3 separate regions of the Mus musculus genome follow, and regions 1 and 2 are each linked to region 3. A link is a contact called in public HiChIP or PLAC-seq and Micro-C data. All regions are on one chromosome and are shown on one strand. The core of a region is the stretch at or near the end of the contact, and the rest is flanking DNA. Distances in the headings are between cores, read along the strand shown. Region 1 holds the start of Supt16 (SPT16, facilitates chromatin remodeling subunit). Region 2 holds the start of Slc39a2 (solute carrier family 39 (zinc transporter), member 2). Region 3 has its middle 12 kb from the start of Olfr221.

Region 1 (3,192 bases), core at 131-2,630, 150 kb after region 3:
TGCAGGGTATACACAAACATACATGAATGCAAAATACCCATAAATATTAAAAAAAAAAAAAAGCTTTAAAAGTTTATTATTTCAGGGCTGGCTGTAGAAACGGGGGCTTTTGATTATCATCATTGCATACATCATAACACAGTGACAGTAAATATTCCCTGGATAGGGATATAGCTTAATGGTAAAACACAGAGGTGGTGGTAGGGCCAATCCTCAGGACCAAACAATATAATTTTGTGATAGAGACCACTAAGTCATCTAAAAAAAATTAGCCAATAAAGTGAAAAACCCTATATTATTTTCAGCACGCAATGCATCTTGCTTAAAAGATACATAGGCTTTTTTCTGATGAGGCAGGAAAAACAACCGACTTCAGTAAAGGTTCAATTTTATTTACTAAATGACGAGCCGATTGATACAGTCTCACTATGAAGCACAGGCAGGCTTGAAACTAGTCATTTTCCTGCCTCAGCCTCAGAAATCATGGGATTACATGCAGGAGCCAAGAATGGAGAGGACCAATCAGTATAAGATAGTTTACAAAGCTGAAACCGGAGTTGGTATTTTTTCAGAGCATTTTCGGCTTTCTTTTTTATCAGTTCTATTTCCCCTCACTCACAAGGTTCAGAGCCCAGACGATAGACCGTTCAGACAGTATGAAATCAATCAAACACTTGTGAAGTTAACAAGTTAACTAGCAAAAAAGTAAGTTTGAAATTATGATTATAAAACAGGGAAACTGCCCAATCTTTGGAGAAGCCCTGGAACTTCCACAGCGTTTTCCTCAACACGTGCCCCCGGTATGCTGCCGACATGGGAAACCGGCTTTGAGGCGTCCCATCAATTAATTCTTAGGAGAGCCCGCAGGTTCCCAGCGCTGGGTCTGTGACCCACGCAGGGCCTAAGGAGAAGCAGCGGGGCGCGGGAGCAGCATTTCTCAACTCCAGCAGAGGCCGGGGAGCGGGGAGCGCCAAGAGCTCCGGGCACAGCTTTCGCGCCCCTTTCCCGCAAACGGTAATTGTGGCGGGACCTGGGCGGGCCGCTGTGGCCGCGGGGCGGGCCAGGCGCGTGCGGACCCCGCAGGCGCAGCACGGCGCGGCGAGCCGGACGCTGCCGGGGCAGGCGGGAGCGCGGCGGAGCCGGAGGTTTCTGGCTGAGGGGGAAAAGGGCGCCGGGAAGCAGGCTATTATGGGATGTGGGGCTCCCGGGGGCGCGGGGCTCCTTACCCGCCAGTTACTGTACAATCTCTTCACTCGCCGGTAGTACGCGTCTTTGTCCAGAGTCACAGCCATTGCCCTGGACGCCGCTTCCCGTCGGGCTCCGAGAATCACGCGAGGTCCCAGCTCCGCCACCCGCGCTCGGCCCGGAATCCCGCACTCTCTGTGACCCGGAAGTACCGACCGCCCGGTATCCCCTTCCGCTTCCGGGTCCCTAGAGCGTCGAAGATTTAAAAAGCGAAAAAACCAAACCCACCGCTCGTTCCGTAGGGTGGCGGGAGGAAGGGCAACCGAGGACGCAAAAGTGAAGTCAACAGACCGAGGTGCAGCGCGGGCTCGCGGGCTCTGGAAGCTCTCTCCGGCGCCAGAGGCTCCCGTCACGTGACCCGCCCACTTTCCGAGCTCCGGGCGCTCTGGGCGGCGGGCAGAGGGAGGGGAGCAGAAAGAGCGGGACCCGCGTGCAGCCAGGCGCAGGAGTGAGTCCTCTGCCCCAGGGCAGGCCAGTGACCGCCCCGGGGAAGGCACTCTCAACCAAACACTGCACCCCAGAGGGACGGAGCCCACCTTCGCGAATAAGCTGCGCGGTGGGCAGCAGAGTAGGAAGGAAAGGTTCTGTTTTCCTTTAAGAGATGGGCCGGTAGGGTGGAAGGAAACAAATGGCTCGGAGTGGCTCCTAAACTTTGTAGTTCTTTCCAGCCTCGCGAAGACCCAAGTTGTGAAGGCACCCTTTTTGTCAGCGTGTACTTTTGCTGTATTTCATGAAAAGCCACATTATTCTCTGGCTTTCCCCAAGAATAGTTATCCTGACTAATTGAAAAAAAAAATATGGCTCTTGAAATTAATCCTCGTTTAAGAATGTGAAGTACAATTCAAAATATTTTACCTCTTTATCTTGTATCATTTCCTTGGCTTTAACAAACGGGATAACCCGCCATTATATATGCCTATTGAGGACTACAAATGGCTTTTCTATTAGTTGCAACAGTATTGAACTGTAGGAGAATGGTGTTTAAATTACGCAGCAAAAAACAGTACTTATATTGTGTTTAAGGAAACAGAACATAGGAAGAATGGAAAAGGATTAACTTAAATTTATTAATGCCAAGGGGAAGGAAGGTAACAGTTCCTGACCCTCCAGCTGTAGCCACAGTTTGGCCAGGAACAGGCTCTGCCAGAGGCTAGGGCCAGCGCTACATAGTCTGTGGTTAATGGAGGCGTCTGGGGAGGGGTGAGCACACCAGCTGCTCTAAGCTCCTTTGCTTCCCCAGAAACGAGGAAGTGGTCATTTATTATTTTTTTTTTTTAGGAGTTCCCCTGCCCACCCAATCCTCTCAAAATTGGGAGCAATTGGGTACAAGTTTTTTGTTTTTTTTTGTTTTTTGTTTTTTTCTTTTTCTTTTCACCTCCTGAAGTCTTGGGTTTCCCCATATTGTTCCCTGCCCCTCCCACATTTCCAAAGTCCAAGGGCCAGAGTAAGGGATTCCAGCAGCCACCCATCACGGGTCTATATGGGGCTTCAGTCGTCAGCATCTTCACTGGAGTCTGAGTTGGCTGGCATCATAGGGTCATCAATGAGTGAGAAGTCCCGTTCTGAGCTGTCATAGCCCTGAGATAAATCATCATCTTCTTCATCCTCCTCTTCATCATCGTCCTCAGGTTGCAGTGTTGGTAACCGCAAGGCAGTACCAGAGGTGGTAGTAGCTGGTGAAGAAGGGTAGCCAGTGGTTCTCAAGCCTGGATGGTGATGGTGGTGATGGTGGGGGTGGGGATGGTGGTGGTGATGATGAAGCATGGTGCTGGAGTCTACATGAGGGGGTGCTGCTGCACCCATCACAAACGGCATAAAAGGCAGAGATGCAGAAGTGGTACTGCTGTGACCCAGAGACGACACAGACTGTAGGTTACTACTGCTGTGTTGAAAGGTGTTATGCAGAGACAGGGACCCAGTGCTTCCACCCTGCATCAGGGCCATCAT
Region 2 (3,355 bases), core at 706-3,205, 150 kb before region 3:
TCCTGGGGAGACCTTTTACCTGTGATCGCTCCATCCGAGTTTCCTCCTTCGTCCCCTGATGAAGAGCCCCCTGAGAATTGACAAGGATGTAGAACAAGTGTTCCTTTCCATCACACCTGCCAAGGGCAAAGCTACCTGGTATCCAGGAAGAGAGCTCTGGTACCCTGTGCTTGTGTTTGTGTGAAATTTTAATAATAAATGTTTTTAAAGAATAGAGGTGGATGTTCTGATTGCTTAAAGACACAGGGCCGGTCGTCCTGGTCTGTCTGTACTGAAGAGAGTGTAGCCTCAGCGTGGAGAGGTCTCACTGCTGCAGACACTTCCTTGAACAACATGGAGGATGGTGAGGAAAGACACCGCTGGCCCTGTGAGAAGGGGCATGGCAGGTCTCAACCAGTGGTCATTGGGGGCCTCTAAGAGGGAACTCGCAGTTAGCTGACTTCTTTGCCTGTATTTCCCTCAAAGTTTTTTGTTTTTTGTTCGTTTGTTTGTTTGTTTGTTTGTTTGTTTGTTTGTTTGTTTGTTTGTTTTTCGAAACAGGGTTTCTCTGTGTAGCCCTGGCTGTCCTGGAACTCACTTTGTAGACCAGGCTGGCCTCAAACTCAGAAATCCGCCTGCCTCTGCCTCCTGAGTGCTGGGATTAAAGGCGTGCGCCACCACACCTGGCTTCCCTCAAAGTTAGTCTAGTCAGGACACCTCTGTTTATTTGGTTTGTTTCCATTTCCTGTTTCTATTCTAGAACAACCCCATTTCGCAACAGGAAATGTTAACCCCCCAAAACAGGAGGATGCCCATCAGAAAGGCAAGGGCACCTCAAGTCTACCTTCACACAGCCTAATGCCCAGCTGTAAGGGAAGGGGACCGAGACCCGGAAGAGGGCTGGGGGCAAGCTGATAAGATCACACCACAGGCTTTGTTAAAGGTCAAGGTTTTTAGAGTTGTTGGCACTGATAGACATCTGGTAGACCATTCAGGTTCAGCGCTCAGGTTCTGCACTTCAAGCCTATAAATTGCCCTGTACAATGAAAATGACAAGGTTAACAGTTGCGAATTACAGTACTAGATGGCCACTGGGACGGCACAGCTTGCCTTGACTGAAACAATGAAAGTGTTCTGCCTGACCTTTTTTTGTTTGAAGTTTGTGGGTTTCCTTAAACTTTAAAGATAAAAAAAGAAGTGTTTAAACTTTTATATAAGAGAAAAAAACAATTGACTGATTTCTCTGGGGGGGGGGGGAGGCTTCTTCACAGAGACAGAAAGTGACAGGTGGGACATAGGGTACCAAGGCTCTGGAGAAGCAGAGGCAGGTAAGTCTCTGAGTTTATCAAGGCTAGCCTGATCTACATAGTTCCAGGCTGGCCAGGGCTATACAGTGAGTCCCTGCGTAAAAAAAAAAAAAAAAAAAAAAAAAAAAAAAAAGTGACAGTATACATGTTGTAACACTAGGAATAGCACACAGGCACACACACACATGAGACAGAGAGAGAGCACTCCCAGGGAATTTCCATGCCTGGAGCTATTTTTCTGGAATTAGAGGAAAGGGGACTCTCATCACTTGCTAATTCACACAGAAGAGTAGCAACTCCACCCCCTTTACCCTCAGGTGGCCCCAAATCCTCTCTGAAAGGGTTCAGTTCAAGTATCAGCGCGGCCACCTGTAAGACTTAGGATAGGGTAGAGCGTAGGTAGAGCGTGTGGAAGGCTTATATTAAATGTCCTGACCGTGGCAGGACCAAATTGCCTCACACATAAATTAGCTGGGACGTAACTACCGTAGGTTGTTCCATTTGAGGTTAGATCAACCCCAGACATGAACTAAGAGTCCTCAGAGAGCTTGGATTAGTCACAGCATTGAAGAGAAAACTTCTCTGAGCTGGACCTGGCAGGGAGTCTGGAGTTTCTGGTTTGGAAGCTCAGGAAGGTGTAAGGCAGGGGAGGGGCCTCCAGATAGTGGGAGGGTTGGTGACTGGGGCTGAGCCCTCGTCTGCTATGCGGGTGAGAGCTGTGTAAACCCAGACAGTCCAGGGACAAGAAGGTTATCAGCAGTCCTGAAATTCACGAGAGGAAATACTCCACTTTGACCACTTCAACTGCTCCTGACTGCTTTTGCCTTTCTGAGGTCTCTACTTACCCTACAACCCAAAGATGGAGGTACTACTAGGAGTAAAAATCGGCTGCCTGCTTGCTCTTCTGGTTCTCACACTGGGCTGTGGCCTTACTCCCATCTACGTGAAATGGTTCCAGATGGATGCAGCTACAGGTACAGCCCCCACTCTGACTCTGTTCCTCAGACCGCCTTATCTCAGACCTTTCCTAGCATCTGGCTCTGTTCTCTCCCACCCCACCCCACAGATGTTGAGTGCCATCTGTTGCTCTTCATTCATTCCCATTTACCTCACTGCTAACTGGAGAGTAACCTCTGCTTTTTTATTAGGTCATCACCACAGGGTCCTCAGCCTCCTGGGCTGCACCTCTGCAGGTGTCTTCTTGGGAGCAGGGTTGATGCATATGACTGCTGAAGCTCTGGAGGGAATTGAGTCAGAAATTCAGAAATTCGTGGAACAGGTGGGTAGCCAAGAAATCCAGTGGCAGGGCTATGGGACCGGGATGACAGACAGAAGCTGGGGCCATCGGGAAAGCTCTGAGTGCAGCGCACCGGTGGGACAGCCGCTGTTGAGTAGACGTGGGGGGTGGGGGAGGTGGTGGGGTTGAGCATCTGAGGAAAGCTTGTTGGCTGAAAGGGCAGGACAAGAACTAGAGCTGCCTCAGACTCAGTCTAATTTCTGTTTCTGCCTTCCTAGAATAGTACAGGAAGTAAGGGAAATTCTTCTCGTGATGCTGCTTCTAGTTACGTAAGTATCTATCATTAGCCCCTGCCTGGAGATCGAGGCGAACCTGGGACTTTTCGTGCCCCTTTTGATATGTGAGGAATACCAGGACTCTCTACTCTCACTTCAAATAATGTCAAGAAAGACAGTGCCGACCTAATCTTTGTTTGTGGGCCCTCAGAAACAGCTCTTGCATCACTCCATCCTTCCTACCCTGGACCCTATGACAGAGGTCACATTATTTTCCTTTATTTCTAATCCAAGCGGCATTTTGTCCCTCAGCCCCTCTGGATCTCTCTCCTCCACGAGGCTCCTCTCGGGCTCCACCCCTTTTGGTCCTTGTACCATGTGGTCCCGGGTCCACTCTATGTCGTCTCCTTCTTTTCCTGGCTTATGGTACCTCTCTGTGTTCCTAGGTGGAGTATCCCTATGGAGAGCTCGTCATCTCCCTGGGCTTTTTCTTTGTCTTCCTTTTGGAGTCGCTGGCATTGCAGTGCTGTCACGGGGCTGCTGGAGGATCGACAGTA
Region 3 (2,957 bases), core at 213-2,712:
AATACGTCACACCAAAATTCTTGGCCTTTCAACTGGACCATAGAACAACATTGGTTGAAACCTGAAAACTGAGGTTAAATACAGATTATGGGGAGTAGCCAAGCTGTAACTGCTCCAGTTTTCGTCAAAGTCACTGGATCAGAATTTCTCGAGGCCCAAGACGAGGTGATATGTTCCAGGGCAGCCCATGGGTGTTCTACATCAGGGAGATGCCCAAGCTCTGCCTGCCCTCCAGCCCGGGCTTCTGAGGAGAATGGGTGTCTGTCTCTCATCTTGTCTTCCAGATCAGGGAATGATGGAGGTTGTCCTGAGAGAGGTGGATGGTGTTTAAGAGAGTCAAAATCCTGTGTGGTAGGCCAGCAAATAGTTCATGGAGAAGACTTGCTGCCAAGCCTGCAGACCTGAGGCAGCGTGGGGCAGTCCCTGGGGCCCTAAACTGTGGAAGGAGACAACTGATTCTCATGTGTTGTCCTTGAGCCTTATGTATGTAGTGTGACACAACCACACAGCACACTAAATAAATGAAAAACAACAACAACAACAAATGCTTTAAACACTGACGCTATTGAGACCCAACAGTGACCATGGTGATGGAGTTGAAGTTGAATTTGAGCTTCATCAGAATCTAGGTACCCGCTGGGCATGGTGCTTTAATCCCAGCACTCTGGAGGAGGCAGAGGCAGGAGGATTTCTGAGTTCAAGGCCAGCCTGGTCGGGGTTGGCGCCAGACTTGGACTTACACCTGCGCTGATGTTGTTTATGACAACGGCACACCTGGTGCCCGGTGCCATCTTAAGAGTTGGCTTCCTACATCTCCCCCTTTTTTGTTTAATAATATGATGCTGGACTAGGTCTGGGCAAATCTGTCCATCGGCCACGGCTCCTGTCTTAGGTCGATCCTGTCTTCATCTCTCTCCCTTCATCTTTTTCTCCCCTGAACCCCGGGCCTCTCACTCTTACATACTCTCAGCCCCCAATCACTCACGGCAGGCCACACCACCTCACCAGGCACGCAGCTTCAGCCAATCAGGGTGGCAGGGGCATGTCTCCACCAAATATGGACTTGTTTACACCGCCAGCATCATGGTGCACCTGCGCAGTTCTCACGATGGTCGTGGCTATTTTCAGGTGTATGAGGAAATCAGGTGCAAGTCATAAGAGTTAGCTTCAGTCCCGGGCGCCATCTTGGGGCTGCTGCCACAACCGTTCCTCACAGCCAGGACTATACAGAGAAACCCTGTCTTGAAAAACAAAACAAAACAAAAAAACAAAAAAAACAAAACAAAACAAAAAACAAAAACAAAAAAAAAAACAAAAACAAAAACAAAAAAAAACCAGAATCTAGGTACCTGTGAAAGGAGCATTTCTCATCTTTTTCCCCAGAGGGGCTCAGGATTCAGGTCCCTGCCTCAGCTGAGCAGTTTGCATAATGACCTTGAGCACTGAGAGCTGCCTTGCCAAGGCTTGGGGAGGGATCTACCCAGTGGCATTCCTTGGGCTGGAGGAGGCACGGAACAGCGTTCCATGGGAATAGGGGTCACACTGCAAGCTAGCACAGAAAAGTCTGTCACAGGCAGGCTACAGATCCCGGGTGGGCTAGTCTCCTCTTCAATTGCTCCATCTTCAGTTAGGTCCATTCTCGAAATTTCTTTGTTTTTTTTATTTTATTTTATATATGTGAGTACACTGTTGCTGTCTTCAGACACACCAGAAGAGGGCATCAGATCCCATAACAGATGGTTGTGAGCCACCACGTGGTTGCTGGAAATTGAACTCAGGACCTGAAGAAGAGCAGTCGGTGCTCTTAACCGTTGAGCCATCTCTCCAGCCCTTGAAATTTCTTGCTATAAATGTTCTAATACCTTTTGGATTTGACATAATTGGAGTCATCATATTAGGATTTTTTTTTCCCCACAGGAGTCATGTGATGTCATCAGTGTTACTTCTAGAGGCAAAGTCAACAGTGACAGTCTTCTCAGTTCTCCTCATTTCCACGCTGTAGCCCGCGCTGTGCGCATTCAGTTTATATCAAGTACTTTGTGAATTATCCTATAGAACTCCTATTAGATACATTTGCTTCTCTCCTGCCCAGAAACACTAAAAGAAGGGCACTGTCCACAGTGGCTGGCTCCCTACCTTCGTCCGAGTCCTTACCATGGCCCGCAGTGGCTGAAGGTCCTTCAGAGACCTTCCCTCAGGCAAACCCAGGAGTCTTGGCTTTGACACAGAAAAGAATTTTACAAGATAGAATGGACTCCAAGTTAATATAAAGCAGCTTTATAGAGTTTAGCAGTTTTATAGAGATTTTAAGCACAGGGTTTAGAAAGAGAGGCACTCCGGAGAATGTAAGAGACACCACCACCACCACCCCCCACCCCACCCCACCCCAGGGTGTGTGGCTTTCTCAAAGAGGTGCTCTTCATTTTCTTTTTACATATGTAGGATTTGGGTGATTTTGTTTTGTTGTTCTCCCTTTCTTTTCTTTCTTCCTTCCTTCCTTTTGCTTCCCTTCGCGTCCTTCCTTCTTTCGTCCTTCCTTTCTTGTTTTTGTTTTATTTTTATTTTTTAATTTTTTTTTCCGAGACAGGGTTTCTCTGTGTAGCCCTGGCTGTCCTGGAACTCACTCTGTAGACCAGGCAGGCCTCGAACTTAGAAATCCGCCTGTCTCGAAAAAAACAAAAACAAAAACAAAACAGAAATCCGCCTGCCTCTGCCTCCCAAGTGCTGGGGTTAAAGGCATGCGCCACCATTGCCCAGCTTCTTTCTTTCTTTCTTTCTTTCTTTCTTTCTTTCTTTCTTTCTTTCTTTCTTTCTTTCTTTCTTTCTTTCTTTCTTTCTTTCTTTCTTCCTTCCTTCCTTCCTTCCTTCCTTCCTTCCTTCCTTCCTTCCTTCCTTCCTTCCTTTCTTTCTTTCTTTCTTTCTTTCTTTCTTTCTTTCTTTCTTTCTTTCTTTCTTTC

Evidence for each region. A called contact is a pair of places that touch in the nucleus more often than the background predicts. HiChIP or PLAC-seq counts read pairs in DNA pulled down with a chosen protein or histone mark.
Region 1: a contact with region 3 is called in a Micro-C map of embryonic stem cells, with 3 times the contacts expected there. The contact joins the promoter of Supt16 here to the enhancer-like site in region 3. A contact is called at or near these places in 1 of 39 promoter capture datasets (macrophages), 1 of 15 datasets of contacts at CTCF or cohesin (embryonic stem cells), 3 of 484 Hi-C or Micro-C datasets (embryonic stem cells, group 2 innate lymphoid cells and reprogramming fibroblasts), 3 of 115 datasets of contacts at active chromatin or transcription factors (the HPC-7 cell line, epiblast stem cells and extraembryonic endoderm stem cells) and 3 of 9 other capture datasets (adipose tissue, liver and pancreatic islet).
Region 2: an H3K27ac HiChIP or PLAC-seq map of embryonic stem cells shows a contact between it and region 3, with 12 read pairs. The contact joins the promoter of Slc39a2 here to the enhancer-like site in region 3. A contact is called at or near these places in 8 of 39 promoter capture datasets (cranial neural crest, embryonic stem cells, liver and 4 more), 2 of 15 datasets of contacts at CTCF or cohesin (embryonic stem cells and large pre-B cells), 4 of 484 Hi-C or Micro-C datasets (the G1E-ER4 cell line, embryonic stem cells and nephron progenitors), 12 of 115 datasets of contacts at active chromatin or transcription factors (bone marrow-derived macrophages, embryonic hindbrain, embryonic limb bud and 4 more) and 4 of 9 other capture datasets (adipose tissue, embryonic stem cells, liver and 1 more).

What each region holds. Positions count from the first base shown.
Region 1 is chr14:52,195,859-52,199,050 of GRCm38.p6, forward strand. It overlaps Supt16 (SPT16, facilitates chromatin remodeling subunit), which reads right to left and starts at 1,381. Exons shown (of 26, transcript NM_033618.3): 1 at 1,227-1,381. The coding sequence starts at 1,292. It overlaps Chd8 (chromodomain helicase DNA binding protein 8), which reads right to left. Exons shown (of 38, transcript NM_201637.3): 38 at 2,293-3,192. The coding sequence ends at 2,734.
Region 2 is chr14:51,891,655-51,895,009 of GRCm38.p6, forward strand. It overlaps Slc39a2 (solute carrier family 39 (zinc transporter), member 2), which reads left to right and starts at 1,956. Exons shown (of 4, transcript NM_001039676.2): 1 at 1,956-2,260; 2 at 2,435-2,565; 3 at 2,802-2,852; 4 at 3,245-3,355. The coding sequence starts at 2,146. Mettl17 (methyltransferase like 17) reads left to right here. Exons shown (of 14, transcript NM_001029990.1): 14 at 1-214. The coding sequence ends at 81.
Region 3 is chr14:52,046,584-52,049,540 of GRCm38.p6, forward strand. No RefSeq gene overlaps it. Among named protein-coding and RNA genes, the nearest start is that of Olfr221, 12 kb to the left of the region's middle. Within about 2 kb of position 1,463, at least 8 of the 459 cell types and tissues checked have an H3K27ac peak or open chromatin away from gene starts, as enhancers often do. A contact at or near this core is called in embryonic stem cells, where this site is marked.